Linked DNA regions of Mus musculus: region 2 is linked to region 1. The links are chromatin contacts, called in public HiChIP or PLAC-seq maps. All regions are on one chromosome and are shown on one strand. Each heading gives the region's core, a stretch centred on a gene start, on an enhancer-like site or on the middle of the called end of the contact. The rest is flanking DNA. Distances are from core to core; before and after follow the strand shown. Region 1 has its middle 17 kb from the start of Lncenc1. Region 2 has its middle 24 kb from the start of Gm41030.

Region 1 (6,099 bases), core at 1,361-3,860:
AAGACACGGCTTTTCTTGCAGTAAAAGTAGAGGCTATTCATCATGGTGGACTAGGAAAGAGACATAGCTGAAGGAAGTAGAGGCTGGGTATAACTTTTGAAGTCCCCTTTCCTCAGGGAACTATACCTGTCAGCTACATTTCAACTCCTAAAGGTCTACTACAGCTTCTCAAAAACAGCTATGGGTCCAGCATCCAAGCAGGAGGACATTGCAGATTCAAACCATAATGTGAGCTGAGGCTGAAGATATTTTATAAATTCTGTGTTCCTATTCACCATCATAACCACTAAACTTCAGCTGTACAATCCTGTCAAGCCGATATGGCTAAGAATTGGCAGGGACTCACAGCATACATCCTATCCTCTACGTTCTCAACCAACCAGCCGTGACCTTGGTCCCCTTTCCAGCCTTCTTATGTTGATTTCATGACAGCAATGGATATCGATCTTATACCACAATTACATCAGGTCTTGTAATGGCATCAAACAGACTCCAAGATAGGACAGACACAAACCTAGGATCCTTTGGGATCAACAGTAATTATTTCAGCTCAATAGTGTGGGATGATCTGCCCTTTAAGAACAAGGTTAAGAATCTACCATCTGGTTTGGGGGTGGAGGGCAAACCATTCTACCCTGTGGAATCTGATCATGCTCTCTCCCTAGAATGGTGGCCATGTGGAGACCCACGCTTTGTTCTTGGCACGGAAGGCCAATGCATTGGTTCCTTGGCAGGGGGAACTACAGCATCTGCTGGGGCAGAGGGGAAGAGTTAAATGGAGTTAGTTTCAGTTTCTCAGTTTCTTGTCACCAGGGATGGGCAAACCCAGTAGTGGTCTATGTTTTCAGAAAAATCTTGACTTATTTTTCAAGCATTTTGGGGTTTGGCTAAGTTTTACATGTGTTTTGCCAGCTTTCCTTCCTTAATTATTAATATTAAACCCATGTGCCTGAAGCAGAATGGAAATTTAATAGCCATTTTTATATTTATTTACATCAATGCATCCCTTAGCTGTGTGGAGAAAGGGCTGTTGTATCTTGTAAGTGCCTTTGAAGATAGTTTATAAAAGCTCCTCTTCACAAGATGTCACACTAATTTTACCCCTTCTCTGCCCTCAAAGGCATTTGGCTTTGAGCACGGTGAGGATAGCATCCCAATTCCAAAGCCATGATGCTTGTAGCAGACTCTGAGCACTACAAAGTGAGACCTCGCTGTCTTAATTGCACTGTCTCCAAGGCAGTCCTGTCGGTAAAGCCTTCAACTGCATTTTCAATAAAGCAGATGCTCTTTCAGCAACCATCACTCTCCGCCTCCAGGTCTCACATGCAGTTGCCAGAACCATGGAAAAACAATTGCTATGGCCCATCATTGTCTTTCCAAGCAGAGCACACAGATTGGTTCCAGGCAGCAGGAGACGGGGTAAAGAAAAAAATGTTCATTTCCAAATAAATTATTCTTACCTTCTCATTACCAGCTAACAAATCTCTGTCTCTTTTAGGCAGACATGGTTCTAACGACACGAGAAACACTGATTTAAAGGAACAGGTGTTATTTCGTTAATGACAAAATAATGGTGTTATTTTGGGATAGTCACAAAATGCAATAGTATGCGTAATGGTTTGTCCTGACAGCTGGGGTATACACTAGACTTACGAATGCCAAGGTTGGGGTGGGAAAGGAGAAGTCTTAGTGATGATTAGTGCAATGCAGTTGTTTCCAAAGGGTCTGAAATGTTAAATGAAACAGATACAAACAAGTAAGTGCTTTAGAATTAAATTTTCCTGGGCTGGAGAGATGGCTCTGAGGTTAAGAGCACTGGCTGCTGTTCCAGAGGTCCTGAGTTCAATTCCCAGCAACCATATGGTGGCTTACATCCATCTGTAATGGGATCCATTGCCCTCTCCTGGTGTCTGAAGACATCTACAGTGTACTCACATATATAAAATAAATAAATCTTAAAAAAATTTAAATTGCCCTTCATTGTTCAAAGTAATTTTCTAACAGAAAACATTGCATTTTAATGAGTTTTGTCTTGGTGGTAGAAAGTTACTAAAAAAAAAACAAAACAGATATCTGATTATAATGTGCAAAGTTCTTTATCTTAGAAGGTCTATGGCTTATCATTTTTAACTAAATACTTTACTTTGAGATAGTTACATCTGTACATCCAATTCGAAGAAATGGTATGGTAACCCATGCTTTTCTCTCTCTCTCTCTCTCTCTCTCTCTCTCTCTCTCTCTCTCTCTCTCTGTCTGTCTCTCTCTGTCTCTCTCTCTCTCTCTCTCTCCTTTTTTTAACAGTAAAAAGTGTAGCACAATATCATGGCCAAGATAAGAACACAGTCAAAGATGTGCCCTTCCTCTCCCACAAGCATTCCTTGTGGTTCCTTTCTATCACCACACCCATGTCGTCCCACCCTCAGCCCTCCACACTCCATGGGGTCACAGCTAGGATGCTGGTGTGAGACTCCCACTCTGTTTGGCTTCCCTGAGACCTACTGCTGGGTGGGGAGATAGCGGTGCTTTGTTCTTCCTGAGAACCCAAGAGTTCTTAGCAAGAGAAGAGAAATAGCTGGCTATCACTGTTGACAGTGGTCATGATAAACACCCCCAGATCTTCCAGAACAACATGACATCATCCAACTGGGGAGAGATGGAAGTTCACGCTTCTAACTCCATCTCTCTATCTGGATGTGGGTGTGGGGCTTAATATACCTCAGTAGGAACAGCAGTGCAGGCTCCCTCCTTGGTGCCTGGGTACATCCTCTAGAAAGGTAAATATCATGGCTCCATCTCCCATGCCTGACCCAGTGACGTAGGGTCATAACTTTTCTGTGGTTGGCTCCAAAGGAGAGGCTGCTGTCTAGCAGTTTACTATAATACTGCTCTGTCCTTTTCCTGGTCTTTGGTTTAAAGGGATTGGGTGTTTTTTGGAACTCATTTTCCCTTCCTTGTTGAATGCTGGCTGGTATTATACTTGTCCAGCTTCCCCCACTTCATGTCAAGGATGTTTGAAGAAGAAAAAAAAAAAACAACCAAGGAAGTCAGTCACTCTTTGTTCTTCCACTCCCCCCATCCACCCACCCACCCACTACGGCTCCCCATGACTTCTTCAAGCTCTGTTTCTTCTGTCTGTGAGATCAAGATTCCTTTAAGCTTTGTTGGAGGAAGAGGGCACCGGCTGTCTACTCCCCCTTCCCATTTTCACATCAAACCTGGGACAGGAGAGCTGAAACTGGTGTCAGAGGAGAAAGTCATTTTTGTGATTTCTATGCACCAAGAAAGGCAAATTTTTGTTTTGTTCTTAAGCATGATTTTCGCCTTGAGCCAAACATTCACTGCGACTCTTCCTGCCTTCTCAAGTCCTTCCACAGCTTCAGGGCATCCCACGTTTCACTTCCCACCAAGGCTGGTCCTGTAGCAGTGAGTTTCATCCTGCTCTTCCAGAAGAAAACCCTGGAAGGCAATGTCACAGCCCCTGGGAATGCTCGTATTTCTGACAGCTCCAGTTTCTTCCACTGTTTCCCCTTACTCTTTGCAGATATTACAGCTCATCAGCGATCTTGTTTTATCCTCCAGAAGAGCAGAAAGTTTTGTATCAGTGCGTGTGTACCATGAATAAGATTTGGGGTTTGTTAAAAAATGGTTCTGCCCACCAAAGTTCTATTTTAAACACTGATCTTCCTTCTTCTTTTTAAATGATGTTAACTTTGCCTTGAAAACCCCGAGCTTGTGTTTTCCCACACAAGACACACGTGCAGAGGCTCCAACCTGAAAATTGGCTCTTAGCATCCATGTTTTATTGAGCCAATAAATTGTGAATTTAACATGTTAGCCAAATCGAACGCCAAGTGTTTCATTTCAGACCTTAGTGTCCATATGGACAGGACTTTAAATCTACTTCTTGTGCACCTGGAGCTTGTTAGATGTTTATAGTTTGCATAGAGCCACATGTCAGTGGCACCTCTGGTCTGTAGAGGGATCCAGAAGAACGGTGCACTCATCTGCTTGCTTCCAGGAGGCAAGAACATGCCCCCGAGGACCAGGCTTCCACCGATTTGATCTATGTGAGAAAGGCCATGGATGGAGAGGTTGCTTGGGTTGATACTTGCATGTTTTCTCATAATTCATCCCCATAACACGAGTGATACGCTCACAAAGGCGTAAAATGTTCTGTGATGGGCATATCAGCAGATTCCCTGGAGGAGAGCACAGGCCAATAGAATTTCTGTGATGATGGATCTCTGCTGCTCAGTATGCAGCCGCCAGCCATGCATGTGTGGCTGCTAAACATTTAAAATAAGGCCAGTGCAATGAAAATATTGACTTTTTAAAAAAAATGTAGTATTAGTTAGGACATTCCATTTGTGTAAGCACATGTGGGTATTACTCACTGTTGATAATAGCCTGGTGATAAGACTGAGTGAGATGTGAAGAAATATCAAGAATTGGTTCCCCTTTCCACCCATAACTCCCCAGAGCAACGACATTTTACTCCATCCTGCTATCTCCTCACCACTTACTCCTGAACAATAAGTGAAGCATTGGTCTGGTAGAGCCTTGCGATAACTATGTAATGCTCAGGACCACAGCACTCCAAGTCTTTCTCCCAGGTCAAAATGACCTATTAAAATTCATTTTTTGTCTCAATAAACCCCCCAAACTATTGATTCTGTCAGTCCTTGGCTTCAATACCATCCTGGCTGTGATGAGATACTTCACCTTCCTGAGTCTCAATTTCTCCCTATAGAAAGTGGAATTAAAATCCATGCGTATGAATAACGCCATTGATGGATTCCTCCCACCTCTCCTTTGAGACAAAGTTCCTCTGTGTAGCCCTGGCTATCCTAGAACTCAGACCTGTAGATCAGACTGGCCTCGAACTCACAGAGATCTTCCTGACGCTGCCTCCCTTGTGCTGGCACTAAAGGCATGTATCTGCCCAACCATTGATCTCTTTATATACACGTGCTCTTAAATGATCAAGAGGAACACGTATTTCGAATCTCACTTGAAAGCTGTCATCCTTCAGACAAGCCACTGGTCTCTACAAAATTCTTGCTCAAAATCCAGGCTCCTGGAAGCCTTTCCTAGTGACCATGCCCCTGCATCACCTCTGAATGTGAAGAAGTTGGATGTTCCAAGGACTGAGTGTATTTGTAGTGATAATAGAATACATACAGGAGCCTTTGAAATGTCTTAAAATTATGTGATCTGCCCCACAACAAGCTAAATAAAATGGTTTACAATGGCACAGGATTGAAAATCGTGTGCTAAACACTCCCAATAAAACAAAAAATTAAGCTAGCAAGAAGAATAATTTCAAGATGGTCTTTATAGACTTCTAATACTATGTTAGGGAGATTTCTATTAGCAAAAGAACATCGAAACTGGAATAAAGAAGCAGTATAAAATAAAATTCACCTGTGATAGTTGTTTTTTTGTTTTATTTTGTTTTTTATGCCTGTTTAACTGGGAGTCAGCTTTCAGGTGCTCAATCCAATATTCTGTGAGTTTTAGGTGAGGCTTACATTTAAGTTACTGCGCTTTGAGCAGAGAAGAATAGTATAAATGATTACAGTCCCTAATGTGTGGAAAGCTTAGCTGGAACTGAAGGGTAAGCTAGAGAATTCCCTAGTAGACAGCTTTCAGGCTTCATGTACCAGACCTGCTCTTTCTGGTCCCATAGTGCATCACCGTTTTGGGGTTCAAGTTGTTCCTGTTTCCTGAGTATTTAGCCTGAGGCTTCCCCCCACCCCACCCACAAAGAGTCTGAACTTTCTGAGCCTGTGCTCACTGGCGAAATGGGGCCTTAAGATAAAGCTCACTTATATACTGTCACATCTGCTTTGGACTACATTTCTGCGTTCTCACAAGAGTCATATGGTGAAGCCCATTCCCCAGTGTGATGGTCTTTGGATGTCTTTGGAAGAGAATCTGGTTAGGTTGGTTGGGGAGAAGGGACACTCTCATATTGGGATTAGTGGCTCTATAAGTAACCAGGCAACTTCAAATAGATTGCCATCTGCGAGTCAGGAAGAGGGCTCCTCACCGGAACTCAGCATCCGATTTCTGAGCTCCAGCCTCCAGCAGTGTGGG
Region 2 (6,099 bases), core at 1,655-4,154, 86 kb after region 1:
GGAAAAGCCAGTTTTCCTAGCTTCTTGGCACAGCTGATTTCCCGGTATGGAACTGTTAAGCCACTTTTCAACGTCATTTCCAGACATGTGTCTTCTTTATTTATTAACTCGAGGGTTCTGCCATTTTTTATGCCGCCCCCATTCCTCCGTTACTTACTGTTGACAGTTTTTGCCCTTTTCTTTTAGCTTCAAACAAGAACTCCTTGACTTGGGAGGACTCAACTTTTCCACGCATGACTGAGTCGATGGTCCTCGCCACACTGGAGAGAGATCATGGGCCCTCTGTGGGGATCCCGGAGGGACACTCAACCAGTGACTTTGTCCCCCTACTCTCTCTGGCCATATAAACATTGCAGTCTGTGGGTGGGTGGGACATGGGGTGTGAGGGCAGGCGTATGCCCAACATCTGGAGCTAAAACCTAAACACATTTCCTGTAGAAACAATATTATTCATGAAGGGCAGAAAGCCCACTACACCCTCACAGAGCCAAGCACTACTGTTGCACTACTACATTACAGACTTTGGGTTCTAGCTGTACATGTGCCTTGCTGAGTATGCTTTTCAAGCCCTCGTAGGTTCCTTTCTCAAGAAATTTTGATGACACTGGTCTAACGAGGTGCCCAAGCACAGGTGCTTAAAAGCAGCCCTCTGGAGTATCCTTTGGTCACAACAGGATAGTTGCACTTACGAACTCATGGTGGTTGTGGCAGCAGCCACAGGCCTCGGTTAAGCTCAAGCCAGACCAAAACCCAGCATGGAGAGGTGAGGTAGACATGACATCCCACCCATAGCCGGATCTCTTGGCAACTGATAGCAGCCAGGAGAGGTGAGTGCTGCCCCTGATGGGCCAGCCCAGCTCTAGAAGAAGGTCAGTCACACATCTGTGAACATGTGGACAGCACAAATTGGATTTGATGAGGGAAAAAAATGGGACACAAAGTTGGGTGGGGAGGGAAAGAGAGGGGAGATATGGGAGGAGTTGGGGAGGGGTGAATGTGGAAAAAAGGAAAGGAAAGGAAGGAAGGAAGGAAGGAAGCAAGCAAGAAAGGAAAGAAAGGAAAGAAAGAAAGAAAGAAAGAAAGAAAGAAAGAAAGAAAGAAAGAAAGAAAGAAAGAAAAGAAATGTTTTCTTGGAAACTGTCTGGTGTAGACAGGGTGGGGAGCGCTATGACCCCGAGGCTGGCTTGGGACCAGGGAAAGGGCACCAAGAGTCCAGGAGTAAGACTAAGGGTGATATACTCTTTGTTGGCCTGTTTGGGGGTCACAGTGGAACACAGTCAAGCTGGGGTTCAGTTTGGTGGGGATGAGCTCTTAGAGGCTCGTTTCCAGGGCTGGCAGGACCCCCAGGAGCACACTTCGGGGATTCCCTCCTTCTCTTCTTATCCCAGCCCTCTTGTGAGCGCTGACCTTTATGCTAAGCTTCTACTTATTCTTTCTTGCCTCATTGTCATCTCCTCTGAAGCCTCTTCAGTTCCATTTCCTCTTACCTCTGGCCTAGATCTTCCCTCCCTCTGTCCCTCCCTCTGTCCCTCCCTCCATCCTTCCTTCCCTCCCTTCTTTTCTCCCTCAGTCTTCCATCTCTCACTCTTTCACTTTCTCTTTTTCCCTCTCTTCCTCTCTCATTCTCTCTCACTTCCTCACTCCCTCACTCTTTCTCTCCCTCCCTCTCTCATTCCCTCAGTCCCTCCCTCTCTCTGGCTTGCCTGCTCTCTGTTGTTGGAAATGTTACATCCCCTCCCCCTTTACACACAACCCTCCCCCTTCACACATACATCCCCTTCCCCATCACATACACACACACCCTCCCCCTTCACATACATCTCCTCCCTTCACATACACATATCTTGTCCCCTTCACACAGATTCCCTTCCCCTCACACAATTCCCTCCCCCTTCACACACATCCCCTCCCCCTTCACACACAAATCCCCGCCCCCTTCTCGCACAGGTGTGCACGTGCACTAATGGCCTAAGACCTTCAAAATTGGGCCAGCTTCAAAGATCACAGTAAGGTGAAAAACAAAACAACAAACAAATACCTCACGAACAAGCAGAGCCTAGAAACATCAAGCCTGAACTCTTGAAAACGTTTCTTCTGGTAAGGCTTTGCACAGACTAGTGTGAAATACAACATCCTGGGGCATCAGTCCCTGGGGTGGCCTCCTGGGAAAGGAGTGAGGTATCTGTTCCCAGCTCTGCTCTTGGACCCACAGCTAGCTGCTGTCATCCAGGAGTCTTGGCCTGTTCTCATTGCTGTCTTCCTACCTGGCTGCCAGGAACATGGGCTCTAGTGGAGTGAATAGGAGCTGGTAGGATGTAGTTGTATGTTTTCCATTTGATGTATCAAAATATCAGAGGCCAGGTGACTTACCCAGAGAAGAGGTGTATTTGGCTTGTAGTTCTGGTTTGTGAGCATGGCAACTGTGTGCTCAGCTCATGGTGCGGGCTAGTGTCACTGTGAGTACCTGAGGAAGACATCACAGAGAGAGGGAGAGAGAGGGAGGCAGATGGGGAAAGAGTTAATGAGTGAAGGAAGGAGAGAGACAGAAAGAACTCAAATAGAAAAATCAGTCTAACTACCTCGATGTTTCCATGGCCTCCCAATGCTTGTGTGTTGGGTCCATGCGTGCTGTATGGACCTTGGAAGGACAAACCACACTCAAGCCACAGTAGAAGGCCTGATATTGGTCATTTACAAGGGAACACAGCTTGGGTATGTGTGTGTGAGCTTCAAGCCCCACCTCTCAGAGCTTCCTGAAGTGTTAGGTTGGCATTACAGGCATCTGTACAGAGGGTGAAATTGCCCACCACTTACCCGACACAGGGAGGACTGAGGAAGTAGAGCCAGATGGCACTCCCTGAGCCAGTCTCCTAAGGTAGGATACAGAGGAGAAAATGGTGTGGCTGATTGGCTGGGCTTTCAGGGAGGTGACTAATACAGGGCAAGCATATTTGGGCATAAGGTTACACAGTCCCTGTGAAAGAAGGCTGTGCTAATAACAAGAACAAACTAGAACAACAACAACAACAACAACAAGTATTGTTGTTGTATGGCACAGTCTTTAATTCATTTTCATACACTCTACCTTATTTGAGCCCAAGGATAAAGACTGAAAGGTACTTAGTCTCATGTGACAGGAATTCTGTTGGCTCAGTATCTTGTCTAGAGTTTACACTTCTGGAAAATCGTAGAGCTCAGGTCTTGGAGCACTGTGCTGAACGCCAGCCATAGTTCTGAGCCTGCTTTAGATGCTGACTTGGCTGCCGGGTGGTGAGATTCACACAGGGTTTCTTAACTGCTGACACAGATGGTAAAATAAACAGCTCCGGGCTGACTCAGAAGGGATAAGAGAGCCCAGACCATTGTTCAGGACTGAAGTATCTCTGGAGGTGACAGCCACGAGGTCTGTACCCTTTAGGGAGCAGCCACTGGTGCAAAGTGATCAATCCAATGGGATCTAGAATTCAGTCTGGGACTAGATTGAACAAAGTAGGAGGATCCCTGAAGGGCAAGGGTAGGTATGACAAGACCCTTTCTGTGGTATTTGGCAGGTATGGATTGGCCCTTGGTGTGTCTTTGTGGTGGCATGGCAATCATTAGGAAGGAGTGCTATCCAGCTGTGATTGCCCACCATGAACTAGAGGAGAAGATCTGGAATTTCAAACATGGTGGTGAGTAAGGAACTGGGGGAAGAGAAGGAAATCAAGACCCTCTCAGAAGACAGGAAGCTCGGCCCTTGCCATGCCGATGAGATGATCATTGAGCCGTAGGGGAGATTCTGAATCATTTACTAGTGGTCCCTCCTCTTCCGAAGACAACACCCACTGCAAGGTGGCTGCAGGGCTCTCTCCCACCAGCAGGGTCTTCCCCCCCGCCCCCCGCACATTATCTCTGTAATAGTCCTGGGAATGTTGGTCAACATAGACCTCTGTATCCTGGTAACTTATAACTGCCAAAACCCAATACGATGTAACTCCCAAGACTGGACAAAATGGTTCAGTCCTTCCCTGTCCCCTGGAACATCAGTACTGAGCTCCTGGTCATCACACAAGCCTTCCCTGAAAGCCCCATCAGGAGAAGGCCCATGGTAGCCCATGGAATTACCACCAGGCAGCCACAGACTGCATGAAGAGAAACACATCTGGCCAGTCTCCAGCTGGGTGAGTTCCCCACACCCACTGACTCTAACTGCACAAGAGACTGTGTTGTTGTTTGCACTGAACTGTGTTCCCCAGGCCCATGGGTTAGAAAGCTGGCTCTAGTTTGGAGGTACTGCGAGATGGAAACTTACATACGTGGGACCTTACAAGATTAGGGGTATCTCCTCAAAGGGGATTGTGGGACCGCAGTTTTTTTTTCTCTATGTCTTTTTTCATGTCTTGTTTGTGAGGTGAATGTCTTTACTCTGTCGTCAACTCAGCCATGATATGCTGCCCAGGGCCAAAGCAAAAGGTCCGATTGGTCATGGGCTGGAACATCTGAAATCAGGAGCCAAAATAAACCTTTCCTCTTGATAAGTCGCTTATCGTGGGTATTTTGTTACAGTGATACAAAGCTAATGTAATCTGTAAGCCAGAAACACCCTGTTGAGTCCTTCCCAAATTCCTGGTATAGACATAGCATGAAAAATGATTAAATGGTTGTTGTGGCTTAAAGGCACTACCAGCCAGCCTGGCTTGTTATGGAAACAGAACGCGAGCCATGGGGAACCCAGTTCTCATAGATCAGAATGTGTTTAGATCACAGGGAGCGACTGTGAGCAGCTGGGCTGGATCTGGATGAGTGACCTGGGCTCAGATCTGAGCTTATGCTTAGAGAAAGCCCCACCCAGTTTGCACAGTATGACATCTCACAGATGAGTCAGGACACAGTTCTCAGGGCACAGTTAACTGACATTCAGAAAGTTCCACTTTGGACAGCAGGTAACCCAGAGGAAATTAGACTATATTACTATACAGAAATGCAAGCTCGGCCTGTCGGTGTGGCAGGCTGGTATGCAGGAACAGACCCTGGGTGTCATAGTGGTTCTCAGGAGTCATGAACAGCATTGAAGGAGGAGAGCCTGAATACTCCGCACAGTGCCTGGTGTATGGGACCTGCCCATCAGATACCAGGTAGCCATTGATAAAGTCTGATAGGCTTCTTCCTTAAGAGATTATTGGCGTTATTATTATTTGGCCACAGAGCCGTGGTGTAGAAGACTTGAGATTAAAGCATGATCAGAAACTCTGTTGTTCAGTGTCTGACCTTTTAACAGTGCCAGTTCAGAGCTGAGCACTATAACAGATGCCCCTTGGCCAACTAAAGCAGGCAAAGAGATATTCTTAATATTCCCAGTTTCCAAACGAAACCCAGAGTGGCTCTCCAGAGGAACAGAGCCGTCCAAGTGAATGTATAGACTTACTTGGCTTACATAATGAGGAATGGGTTGTCTGTCATTGACCATCCCAGTAGCTGTTTAACCCATGAAGCTGGGTGTTTCAGACTGGTTCTAAAGGAAGGCCTAGATGATTCCTGGGAAACCCCTTGTCTTCAGTCCATGTTGGAAGGCTGAAGAAGTTGAGTTCTGACATCAGCAGAGACAACAGGGGATATGTGCATCTACTAGCAAAGAGGAAAGGTAGGCAGGCAGGACTGCTGTCACCTGAGAAGTCTTTACATCTGAGACAGGGCTGGAGCAAATGCCACTCACTCTGAGGGAGGGGCTTCTAACCTCAGCTTCTTGGAAAGGCACCAACAGTCCCACGTAGGGGTGTGTCTCTTGGTTTACTTCAGATTCAATAAATGTTGACAATCAAGACTGACCCTCACACAATGAAAAGTATCCAGGCCAGAGCTTCAGTCTGGGCTTCCAGTTCTAGTCCTGTTAGTCCACACATCCTGCTTTCTTTATGAACTCATCTTCTCTAAGATGATAGACAGGAGAACTTCAACATCTCCCCCTGCACCCTACCAAGACCAAAGCAGAACTAAATCTGAGAGTGATGTCAGGCCAGGTGTCCAAGAAGTGCTGAGCAGGAGTCACAGAGGCTAGAGAAGCAGTAGGTGACACTCCCTACTCCAAACAGAAACTAGATCCCTCTGTGGTGGGACCAGTCA

Evidence for each region. HiChIP or PLAC-seq counts read pairs in DNA pulled down with a chosen protein or histone mark.
Region 2: an H3K27ac HiChIP or PLAC-seq map of extraembryonic endoderm stem cells shows a contact between it and region 1. The contact joins two enhancer-like sites. A contact is called at or near these places in 3 of 484 Hi-C or Micro-C datasets (the C2C12 cell line, the G1E-ER4 cell line and cerebral cortex) and 3 of 115 datasets of contacts at active chromatin or transcription factors (CD8 T cells, astrocytes and extraembryonic endoderm stem cells).

Annotation. Positions count from the first base shown.
Region 1 is chr13:97,414,856-97,420,954 of GRCm38.p6, forward strand. No RefSeq gene overlaps it. Among named protein-coding and RNA genes, the nearest start is that of Lncenc1, 17 kb to the right of the region's middle. Within about 2 kb of position 2,611, at least 14 of the 459 cell types and tissues checked have an H3K27ac peak or open chromatin away from gene starts, as enhancers often do. A contact at or near this core is called in extraembryonic endoderm stem cells, where this site is marked.
Region 2 is chr13:97,500,342-97,506,440 of GRCm38.p6, forward strand. No RefSeq gene overlaps it. Among named protein-coding and RNA genes, the nearest start is that of Gm41030, 24 kb to the right of the region's middle. Within about 2 kb of position 2,905, at least 27 of the 459 cell types and tissues checked have an H3K27ac peak or open chromatin away from gene starts, as enhancers often do. A contact at or near this core is called in extraembryonic endoderm stem cells, where this site is marked.